Regions from separate parts of the Mus musculus genome. Here region 1 is linked to region 2. The links are chromatin contacts, called in public HiChIP or PLAC-seq maps. All regions are on one chromosome and are shown on one strand. Each heading gives the region's core, a stretch centred on a gene start, on an enhancer-like site or on the middle of the called end of the contact. The rest is flanking DNA. Distances are from core to core; before and after follow the strand shown.

Evidence for each region. HiChIP or PLAC-seq counts read pairs in DNA pulled down with a chosen protein or histone mark.
Region 1: a FOXA1 HiChIP or PLAC-seq map of pancreatic cancer cells shows a contact between it and region 2. The contact joins two enhancer-like sites. A contact is called at or near these places in 1 of 484 Hi-C or Micro-C datasets (CD4 T cells) and 1 of 115 datasets of contacts at active chromatin or transcription factors (pancreatic cancer cells).

What each region holds. Positions count from the first base shown.
Region 1 is chr5:101,246,741-101,252,925 of GRCm38.p6, reverse strand. No RefSeq gene overlaps it. Among named protein-coding and RNA genes, the nearest start is that of Gm36851, 10 kb to the right of the region's middle. Within about 2 kb of position 2,300, at least 15 of the 459 cell types and tissues checked have an H3K27ac peak or open chromatin away from gene starts, as enhancers often do. A contact at or near this core is called in pancreatic cancer cells, where this site is marked.
Region 2 is chr5:100,914,830-100,920,267 of GRCm38.p6, reverse strand. Gm36740 (a long non-coding RNA gene) reads right to left here. Exons shown (of 3, transcript XR_389418.1): 2 at 1-171. Among named protein-coding and RNA genes, the nearest start is that of Gm36793, 3.9 kb to the right of the region's middle. Within about 2 kb of position 3,092, at least 16 of the 459 cell types and tissues checked have an H3K27ac peak or open chromatin away from gene starts, as enhancers often do. A contact at or near this core is called in pancreatic cancer cells, where this site is marked.

The DNA of each region.
Region 1 (6,185 bases), core at 1,051-3,550, 330 kb before region 2:
AGAATTAAATTGTTTATGGTGAGGAAATTTGACAGTGTTTGAATTTGTAAACATGTTTTACTTACTTAGGACTTTAAAATTCTTTCAGAAAAGTTTATAACTTATATAGTGGACTTGTTCTAAACAAAATATCAAACATTTGATTTTTACCACTAAAGACTCAGGAGCCAGATGTTGGGGTGAAAACCTGATAGCTTAAAGAGGCAGAGAAAAAACCCAGTTGACAGTTCTCAGCCAATGTCCCAAAGGGAAAAGCAGTCTCTCCTTCTCGTTGCCTCAACAACTCCTTAAGCTGAATGCCTTTCCCTTCTACTTCCTGTGTGCCTGTCTGTCCTCCTGACTTCTTAGTCTCTATGGTTTTTCCTAGGCTCACTCTCTGTCACCTGGTTGCTTGGTTGGCCTGTTGATGTATGGCTGACTTTATCTAATCCTGTTTAAAATAAACAGAAAGCTCTTGGATTAAATGTATTGTTAGGGCTGAGCACCACAACTGGTTTTCCAGTAAATAATACAATCTTGGGGTTCACAAGGTAATCAAATATCCTGCAGCAGATATATTAGGTATTTGCTTCTTAATAGTTTGCTGGTTGATAATACTGTCACTGAAACTATTTTTTAATGTTGCCCTCAAAATATGGGTTAGTGTTATAGAAAGATATATTCCTTTTTTTGTATTGACTTTGACCTTTTGACTTTGCTAGACTAATTCATTCATCTTAAGAGTGTTTTGAGGATTCCTGAGTACTAACACAATTTTGTGATGTGATCACAGGGTCTTACTTAATTTTTATGACCTTTATTGGGGGGGTGTTTTTGCTTTTTAAAAATTTATTTATTTATTCATTTTACATCCCAATATCAGTCCTCGTCCTCCCAGTCTCTCCTCATGCAGACTGTCCTTCCACTCCTCCTCACCTCCACACACTCCCTTCCATTTTTATATTTTTGGGTTTTTTGTTTGTTTGTTTCATTTTCCTTAAGTGTCCAATACAATCTGAATGCAAATAATGAAGACAAAACCTGTCTTCTTTTGTTACTGATCTGAAGAGATTTCTCTCACCATTGTATAATGTTAGCTTCATGATGTTATTTTAAGATTCTTATTTTATTATTGAGAAATTTCCTTCCAGTTTCTACATTTCAGGAATCTTTTAAAGATTTATTTTTAGGTATTTTAAACTATTTATTTTATTTTATGTGTATGGCTGTTTTACTCACAAGTATGTTTATGCACTACATGTGTGCCCTGAACCTGCAGGTATCAGAAGAGGGCACTGAATCCCCTGACACTGGAGTTGTGGACAGCTGTGAGCCACCGTGGGTGCTGGGGAACTTGTATCTTCTGCAAGAACAAAAAGTGCTCTGAACTGCTGAGCCATCTCTACAGTCCTTGATTTATTTATTTTTATTTTATGTACATGAATTTTTCCTTTCATGTATGTCTGTGCACCACATCCATGCAACATCTGCAGAGACCAAGAGGAGGTATCTGATCCTCTGGAACTGTAGTTCCACATAGTAGTGAGCCACCTTGTGAGTCCTGGGAACTCCAGGTCATCTGCTGGAGCAACACGTAGTCATAGAGAAATAGTGACTTTTATCAAATACCTTTCTCCCATAAGCATTATAATAGTCATTCAAATTGGGGTATGGGAGGTTAAAAGTATGCATTTTAATCCCCAGAGGAGACATAAAAAATGATGCAAGCAATTATGGATATAAAAGGTAATAGAAAAGACTGAAAATGTGATCTTAGAAAGAAAGTCAGTAAGAACAAATGGAGTGAGTAGCCCAAAAGCAAGACAGATACTGGAGTTATCATGTCACAATCAACAGAGATGCCAGTCACTATGTCACAATCAAACAAGACCAAAGTTATCATGTGACAATCAACAAAGACCTGAGATACCTTGTTACAGTCAACAGAGACCTGAGTCATCATCTCACAATCAACAGAGATCCAAGTTACCATGTCACAATCAACAAAGACCCGAGTCACTATGTCAACATCAACAGAGACCTGAGTCATCCCATCACAATCAACATAGACACAAGTCACCATGTCACAATAAACAGAGACTCAAGTCATCACATCACAATCAACAGAGACCCAATTTATCATGTCACAATCATCAGAGACCCAGGTTGCCATGTCACAATCAATAGAGACTTGAATCGCCATGTCACAGTCAACAGAGATCTGAGTTATCACATCAGAATCATTAGAGACCCAAGTCATCCCCTCATGGTCAACAGTGATCTGAGTCACCATGTCACAATCAACAGAGACCTGAGTCACTTTGTCACAATCAACAGAGACACAAGTCATCACATCACAGTCAACACAGACTGAGTCATCATTAGGGTCAACAGAGACCGGAGTCATAAATAATGTCATGGCCACACTAAATCTGAGGACTTTTTATTGTCTGTGTGTGTGTTGTAAAACGCACCCTAATATTTTATTTTTGTTTATTCTCATCTATATAAATTTTACAATGCTAAACAAAGACTCCCTTTCAGTATTTAATGACACACATGACATTCCTGAGGTTCCTCCTTCTCCTCAGCTACAAGTCCCCTCAGCTGTAGATGTCATCTTGTGTTTTTACAGTTCAGTTGAGCTGGTGTGGAATTCTCACCTCGTATTTTCAGTTTTCAATAATTTGATTGTGACAATACCTCAGCATGGCTTTCTTGACCTTGTTGTTTACCCTTCTGAGGTCTGCTGAACTGGGGTCTTATGTATCACTGCTCTGATCACATTTGGTTTTTTTCATCCATTATTTCTTCAAGGAAATTCTCTTTCCTTTCTTTCTGGGGCTCAATCACTAAAGAACATTTTTGATGCCTTAGGTGTCTTTGTTTTCTTTCTTTCTCTGATCACTGCAGTGAAATAATTTAATTGATATTCGCTAAAGTTTTGTTGATGCCTTTCCCTCTCCCACACAATTTTAAATCTATCAAAAATGTGAGTTTCTAACATTTCATTTTCCATTTAAACCTTCTCACTGTTTTTTCTGGAGCTTGTGTTCTCATGGTTACTTATAAGTATGGTGATGGTGAAGGACCTTTACATTGGTGCATCTCTTCAGTGGTGGAGGAACACAGACTCTTATATCTTATGCCCATCATTAAATCTCCAATGATGACAACAGGGAAATTTACCTAAAGTATTTAAGGGCATATGTAAAATGAGATAGAGATAATACAGTTGTGTGGAAGAGCAAAGAGAATGTGATATCCATACCATGTAAGAAAAGAATGGAGATTAAGAACTGGACCAGCCTTAGGATGCATGTAGGGGTCTCTGTCCTAGAGAAGTTCAATGATGGATTACGGCAATGCTCATGACCTAGAATTACTCCTAAATCAGAAGTAGGCCACTGGGCAAATGCCCTTCAAAACCAATATTAGACACAGAGTTTTAAATCTAGATCTTGGAAAAATATCACAATTACTCTTAAAATCCAGCATCCTGGAGCTGAAGAGCACGAGAAGAATTTTTATGGAGGACTTACCTGCCTAAATCCTTCCACTAACGTGACTCACAGCAGCAGCACAGCAGTGCTATGTCGTGCTGAGTTAGACTGAAGATCTGTTTTATGTCTTGTTCAAGTCCAGCTCATCTGTGACTGTGCCATTCTCATGAAAATATGAAAGCTTTTAGGAGATAGTCTAAAGTCGGAGCCAGGGCCAAGCTGGCAAGTGAACATGAGAGTCACGTGCCAGATGAAAAGGAATTCTGTAATAAATTTAGTAAGTACACCAGGGCTAGCATCTCATTGTGCTTCCATGAGAAAATTAAAACAACAACAACAACAACAACCAGTAGAAATGCATGAAATTATATTTCTTGTCCCAGAACTGAGAGCACATGTGGGTTAAAATGAGAAAAGCCCAGCCTCCCCATGACATATCGTGCTATACTGATTTATTAAATTTAAAATAAGCAAAATTTAAAATAATTGCTTGGAAGAAATGGTACAAAGCATGGATTCCATTAGTACCATTGAATGCTTATGTATTCCCCATATGCAGACTTACCACAGGCTTCAGTACTCATAAGACACGGGCTGAGTAGTTCTGAGCCAGGGGGGTCAGATAACCGATTGATTGCAGGTCCATTTTCAACTGGTGCCAATGATATTACTCTAATACTAAACCATTGATATCAATAGCATTGTATTAGAGTTGATGTTTCTGTGCTGACATTGGCATCAGCTTGTTGGCACCAAGCCTGTTGGCCTAGCCTCTCCATAGGCAATCATTATTACATTTATGGGATTTATTCAATGCCTGATTCAGTGGATTCCTATGCCGAGCATGCTTTTTAAGGTCTGACGATATATAATAAACAGTAATGGCAGTCAAAGGCTCAGAGAGTGAAATAAACTTTCATCAAATGTGTGTGTGTGTGTGTGTGTGTGTGAGAGAGAGAGAGAGAGAAAGAGAGAGAGTCAATAGGGCCAGAACACTTTCCATGAAGTAGGATGATACCAGAAACTCTGACAATGCCACCATGTGATGCTTCTTAAGCAGATTATACACATGAGAAGCTGAAGGATTGCTAGAGCCTGTGGCCATACCTAGGAGGGAGAAAGCTCTGCCCACAAAGGGGAGACACTTCCAAGTCCCATGGTGAACAGAGTGTGGATTCAGGGAAGTGTGAAGACTGGTTGCCATTAATAAAATAAGTATTTTGCAATCACCTCTCATGAATGAAGCTAATTATGTTCTTCCAATATACCCAATATACTCATTTTAATTCCAGGACCAACAAATACCTTTGTAACCATGGCTATAGACTCAAAGTCTCACACAAAGTTCTGGTAAAAAAAAAAAAAAACACTACTGATGACTCTCAACACATTTAGAAAGATGTGCAATACCCTTCCAATCTGGCTTCAACCTCTAATCTCAGAATCAATCAGCTGCCTTCCCAAGGCAGCCAACATCTAGTCCCCCTTTGTTACTAACAAGCCCTTCACACACTGTGCTATTTGGTGTAGGAAAACCGATGCTGGCTCTTGTTCCTGACTTTAATCTCCCGAGGAAACAACAGTCATTCCCATGTCTGGACTGTAAGAAGACCCAGAAGGGAAGAAATAAAATCAATACATGCTTTTATCCTGTGACATTTTAATTGTCAGCTTGACATAATCTAGAATCACCCAGCAAAGGCAAAGAAGTATCAATGAGGAGCTGTCTGGACCAGGCTGGCCTATGGATGTATCTGCAGAGATTACCATAAACAGTGATAGAAAATCTAGCTAGCAGTGCATGACTTCATTCCCTGAGTTTGGTGCTGTGTTACATAGAGTGGGGAGAGCAAGCTGAGCAGTAGGCACCCATACATTCTGCTTCTGCCCTTGACTGGGCAATTGGGTAGCTGTTTTAAGTTCCTGTTGCCTTGGCTAGCCTGCAATGAGGAACCTGGAATTGGGCTGGAAAACAAAACAAACCTAAACACAAACAAAAAACCCTGTCTTTCCTCAGCTGCTATGTCAGGGTTCTTTATAAGAGTGACAAAATAAAACTAGGACCTATTCTAAGTTTCTATAACAAGGCATGCCACCAAACAAAAATGTAATGGCCTGAAAGATGCCATTATAAAAATATAACATTTGACTATAGAGGATTTAACTGAGGTAGACTTCATAGGTCCCCCCACCTGCGTGTTGATTCTACATCCATCTAGAACTAGAACCCTAGGCCACATGTTGATCAGTAAACAATTACATTCAAAACATAACACATACTAGTTGGTACAGGTGTTTCCCTTTGGAGGGAGGAAGAGGCAGGCAGAGGGGGGGAGAGGGAGAGGGAGGGAGGGAGGGAGGGAAAGAGAGAGAGAGAGAGAGAGAGAGAGAAGGAGAGAGAGAGAGAGACAGACAGAGACAGAGACAGAGACAGAGATAGACAGAGAGACAGAGAGAGAGAGAGAGAGAGAATGCAGACATATAGACAGGCACATTGTCTGTCGAGGAGCACTGAGAATCCAGTTTATTAGCAACCTCACCCTTTTTGGCTTGTGCTTCAGGATACAAGGTTGGTGGGGAAATGGGGAGGCTTGAGACACGGTGAGAACACGAAAGAGGGAGAAAGGCAACAAAAGAATCGTGGGCAATGATTAAGTACTCCAGAATTTACACAGTGAAATATGGACAGTTTAAACAGCTTTG
Region 2 (5,438 bases), core at 1,843-4,342:
GTGATGGCACACATCTGGGTCGGCTGCTCCTCTTCTGGTCACCACCAGACTGAACAAAATCCCTCCACAGGGAGGACTTGTGGAGAGATCGAAGGACATGTGAGCTCCTCTCCTCGAACCATGTCCCTCAGACAGAGTCCCCTGCTGTGATGGAGAAGAAGCAGGGTCTCCCTGAAGAAGAAGAAAAAATGTCTTAAAGGTTAGCACGGAATGGAAGCAGAGCCCATGGGTTTCCGGTATTTGGCTGCCTGCCTGCCCTGCATAGACTCAGAGTAACAGTTTGTTAGATTCAACTGAAATATTAAGCGACTCGTCCAGACTACGATGCAGCTTAGTTGGTAAGGTGCCCACCCAGGACACACAAAGTCCTGTCTCCAACCCTCAATGCCACATTAAGCAGGAGTGGTGACATACACACGTAATCCCTGAGCTTGGGAAACGGAGGCAGGGGGATCATAAACTCAAAATCACCTTCACCCATGTAGAGAGTTCAACATCAAAGCCAATCTAGGCTACATGTGACCCCTCAGAGAGAGGGGGACGGGGAGAAACAAAAGGAAAAGACGAGAAAAAGATGAGCCAATTGTCCAATTACAAATAGATTACTATGTACGTTTCAAAACAGCAATTTAGCAATTTTCGGGCATCATAGTTTACCTTAAAGCTAGTCGTTCAAGCAGCTCTTGACTTTTTAGCAAAGCATGCCCACTCTCCATTACATCAGAACTTTGCAGGCCTGTGTCTTTTCAGAATAGGCTTTCAACACCCAGGCTGCACCAGACAGACAAGCTCTGTCGAATTAGCAGCCTCCTGGGTGTTTCTTTTCCAGGACGCTGTCAGCTGAAATGGCAACTGTATTTCCATCTGTCTTTTGCTTATGGGAAAGTCGGTTGGTCTTTTTCCTTCCTTTTTGCTTATCCGATGCTAAAACTTCTATCGAAGTTGGTCTGCTATTTCGAGAATAGTGTTGGGAACTCTTTAACTCAAAAAAATCTTCTGCTGCCACCTACTGGCAAAATTGTTGCATTACATCATCATGTCCTCTACCAGGTAATTCATGGGCAGCTGAATTCCCTCCGACTGAAAGTTTCCCAAGTATGTACACAAACAGAACGGATTGGGGAGACTTCAGATGTAATTAACCCCCTTTTGTGGTATAGAGGACTGGTACCAAGGCCTTGCTCAGTCGAGGCACGTAATCTGCCACTAGCTTCGTCCCCGGTCCTTACAGTAATTTTCTTTTGCATTTTACCTTGGAGAAAACTACTGCCCATTCACAATATTTGTATAAAAACAAAAAGTGTATGCTCTCCACCTTTTTCCTTAGACCACAAAGTTGTAAAAAGCAACCATTTCCTTCAAGCCCACACTGGCTCCAGATGGGCCTTGCTTAAGCATTTCGTTCCTGTGTTAAATGTCTCGGAAATATTGTTCCATGTTTGGTAAATGTATTTTCCTTACTAAACACTCACACAAGTTTTCATAGTAATTATGAAACTAAGGGGTTTTTTTTCTACTCGGAATATTTACTTATTCCTGATAAGAACACTAATTCAACGTATATTAACTGGTCCGCTAGTTTACTCTCTCAATACTGAACCATCTGGATCTTGCCTTGCCCACAGAGTTTATAGCTTAGGAAAGAGAATGCAAAGCCCAAACAAGAAAGTACATTCGGCCGGGCGTGGTGGTGCACGCCTTTAATCCCAGCACTTGGGAGGCACAGGCAGGCGGATTTCTGAGTTCAAGGCCAGCCTGGTCTACAAAGTGAGTTCCAGGACAGCCAGGGCTACAGAGAAACCCTGTCTCGAAGAAAATTTAAAAAATAAATAAATAAATAAAAAGAAAGTACATTCGATGGTGGAAATAGAGAGCCAGGGAACTCCAGAGTGGAAGTGCCTAACATAGCTCATACTTCTAACAGTAAATGCTAAACACACATGGTTTTCACACTGAAGATCAGTATTTCCCTAGCTGAGGACTTCTGCTTACCAATGTCAGCTAGGCTTCCACGGCAAGACCGCGCTCAGGGTCCACCCATTTCTGCTCCCTAATGCTGTAGTAACAAGCATGCAGCCATGCCTGGCTATTCACACAGGTACTGCGGATTCATACTCAAATCTTCGTGGTGGCGAAGGAAGCAGTCTTGCCCACCATCTCCCCCAGACCCAGCATCAGCATTAATACTGTCCAAATGACCTTCAATCAGTGAGGCATGGGGACTGGTAAATAAATGACGTTGCTTTTTTAACACACATTCACACACACACACTCATTCTCATACACAAACACACATACACACACTCTCACACACACTCACACACTCATTCACACACACACTGCCCCTGCAATAAATGACTCTGAGGTATATTCTAGTTGGGCTTTTAGAATGTTCCCCAAGGTGTGTAACAGAACTTTGTGATTTGAAAAAGTTTAATAAATGGCATCTATCTTTCCCACAAATTGTCCTGAATCACACGTAGCAGTGACCAAGGTGAGCCTGTGAAAAACGGGACCTGCCAATTATATTTACGGGGAAATTGCCAGCTTCCAGAAGACAGGCTTCCTCGGGGAAGAAAGCAGCGACTGAGCCACACTGTCTCAGTGACTCCTACATGTGAGTGATATTCCCCCTGAAAGGAACAAGGAAGGGGCATTGAAGGGCCAGACAGAGGAGCGCCATCTGCTGGTGAGATAAGCCCGCTACAGCAGGAAACAGCGCCCCCACCCTATCGCGTGTCAACCCTCCGCTCAGCGAGCTGTGTTTTCCTAGGTCAGTAACTCCCCAACACCACACTCGATATAATAAATTGTTTTTAAAATTTTAATCTCTGTGTTCTCAGTACTCAACCCCAGATGACACTGGTCCCCAGTGAAGACCACAGTAATCAATAGTATGAGTAACGGCCATTAAATCGATATTCTGTTTGTCATTAATAGATTTTTAACCACATAATTCCTGCCTATAAAATAGGAACGGTGTTTGTTCTGATTTTCATTGTAAACATTTATTGAACCCTTGCTCTGTGATAAACTATTGCATATTTATTTAATGCTCACAAAGGTCTGTATTCCCCCTAATTACTCAGATGGCGAAACAGAGGCCTCTAAAGGTCAAGGAGTTTGATAGAAGTCACTCCACTAATAAAAGTGACATCAGAACTAGGCCTGGTTAATCGCAAGTCGAAACCCATCCTCCATCGGTGCACTGCCAATCCATCCCTCCCAATCATTAAACTGAACGTATGTTTTAAAGATAACGCATTTGGTTTTGCTTTAAATTGCTTTAGAATTGCCAACAGGACAACGAGCTTCAAAACTAGCACTGAATGATGCAAATCGATTTGAATATTCTTCTTTGAGATAAATTGGCCTTCAGGCACACCGACCAGACTCTGCTTTGTACAAAAGACGGAAGCAAATAATGATGGTGATAAGCACACAGAAGAAAATGACCCGTATTTTTGGACAAGTCGTTGCTAAGTATCTTCTGATCTGAAATCAATCCAAATCGTTCCCCTGAGTCTGGAGGCTCCTTATCCTCTGTCAATGAGGTTTGCTACGTCAGTGGCTTCAGAGTTCAAAGCTCCAGCTATGAAAGACACACCCTTTCCTGTAAATGCTCTAAGCAAAGTGTGTGTGTGGTCTGTGACGCAATCCCAGCTCCATAATACTGCGTACTATGGAACTATGACTATATCTCCCGTCTTTAAACACACAGAAGTCAAGGGCAGGTTCCTTGACCCTACAGCAATACTTGTTGGGTACTTGAGTCTCAAATTGCTGATTCTTTGAAACAACAAATCAGACGAGGGAACCTCTTGTAAACCTTTGACCCAATAAAGCAAGACTCCTTCAGGAATCTTTTGGGGATTTTTCAACGATATGTTGTCATATGAACTCGAAACACATTTATCCAAACAAATTGACTTTATTGTCATTTTTTTCTTTTTTTAAAGATTTATTTATTTTATCCCCCCCCCCCGTGTGTGTGTGTGTGTGTGTGTGTGTGTGTGTGTGTGTGTGTTGCCTGCACATATTGGTATGTACCTGTTGCCTGAAGAGGAGAGAAGTGTGCTCTAGAACTGATGACAGACTGTGGGGAGCTGTCATGTGGGCGCTAGGAATCAAACCCCAGTCCTCTGCAAGAGCAGCCAGTGCTCTTTGACTGTGAAGCCATCACTCCCACCCCAAGAGTTTTCCTTAGTGGACCCGGATTCGAGGACCAGGAATGGATGCTGTATTGGACCCCTGGGGAACACACAGCATCTTGAAAACCCAGACTCCTGTTGAGTAGCTCACTGCGCCTTTGAGTCCTCTCCTCGGTGGCAGCGGCGGGAGGGGGGGGGGTGGGGGGGGTGAGCTCTTGTGTTGCCCTCAGGAAAACAATGGAAGATAGGATCTTTCAGAACAGCGTGCCTGGGGAAAAGCTGGGCCTTTGGAACAAAGCAGGACGGGTTACTCTTTAAAGGTTTCACACTTTCCCAGCAAATATTCTCACTACAACCACTCCTCCTGGGGTAACATAGCCTACCCTGTTTCCTGTCCCCCCAATCACGGGGGATAGGCGCTGGGTGACCATGGAGTCCTACTCACCCAACTGCATGACTAACCTGTGACCCAGTGAGGCCAGAGTCTTTAAGCTTTTTCTCTATATAGCTGAGTCACAACATGAAAACGCTATTTGATTTGAAATTGTGGTTTGGGGCAACAATCTATCTTCCTGATGGGTGTATAAAGCCAGCTGGAAATAATGAAGAGATTGCAGGTTCTAATGAACCTCGGGTCTACCCTGGATCTGCCTTCCAAGGATCTAGTTCCCACCGCAATGCCTTCACTTCCATGGGATCTGTTGAATCCAGCTGAAATGGGTTCTGTTTCCAAGTTTTAAAAACTTACTTCTAGCAAGTTAAGTTGAACTCAATGTAGTCACGATGCTACACGTAAAGTCCACAAGATGGCGCTCTCCTCAAGCTTTCGTTCCATGGCTTCCCAACCAGCCATTCTAGCTGATAGCCACATTCACAAATCATAATCAGTTGAAAACTCTCAATGGTTCCGAATGCACTCCAATGGTTACAGCTGTGCCGAGTAGGGCACCCTGCATGGAGTGCTTAAAACCAAGCAGGTGTGGAAAGCTATAGTGTGGCCATCTCTTTCAGGACAACATCAACCTGCAATGGGTTTAGGAGATTTTGTATGAAATGCTCTGCGACAGCTGAGATCACAGAGCCCTATAACCCACCCATCCACTAGCCTGATTAGCCTTCAGGGCCAAAGAGCTTTACTGTAAGGTTGTTACCTACCGGGATATCACAAGTCTGTGTCCCTATCTCAGCCCAGATTTAGTGCACTGGTGAGTTGGAGAAGTCTTCTGCCTACAACTTCCGGTTCCGGCTTACTGCACAAATAACACTGTCTTTTCATGAGGTTTTTGG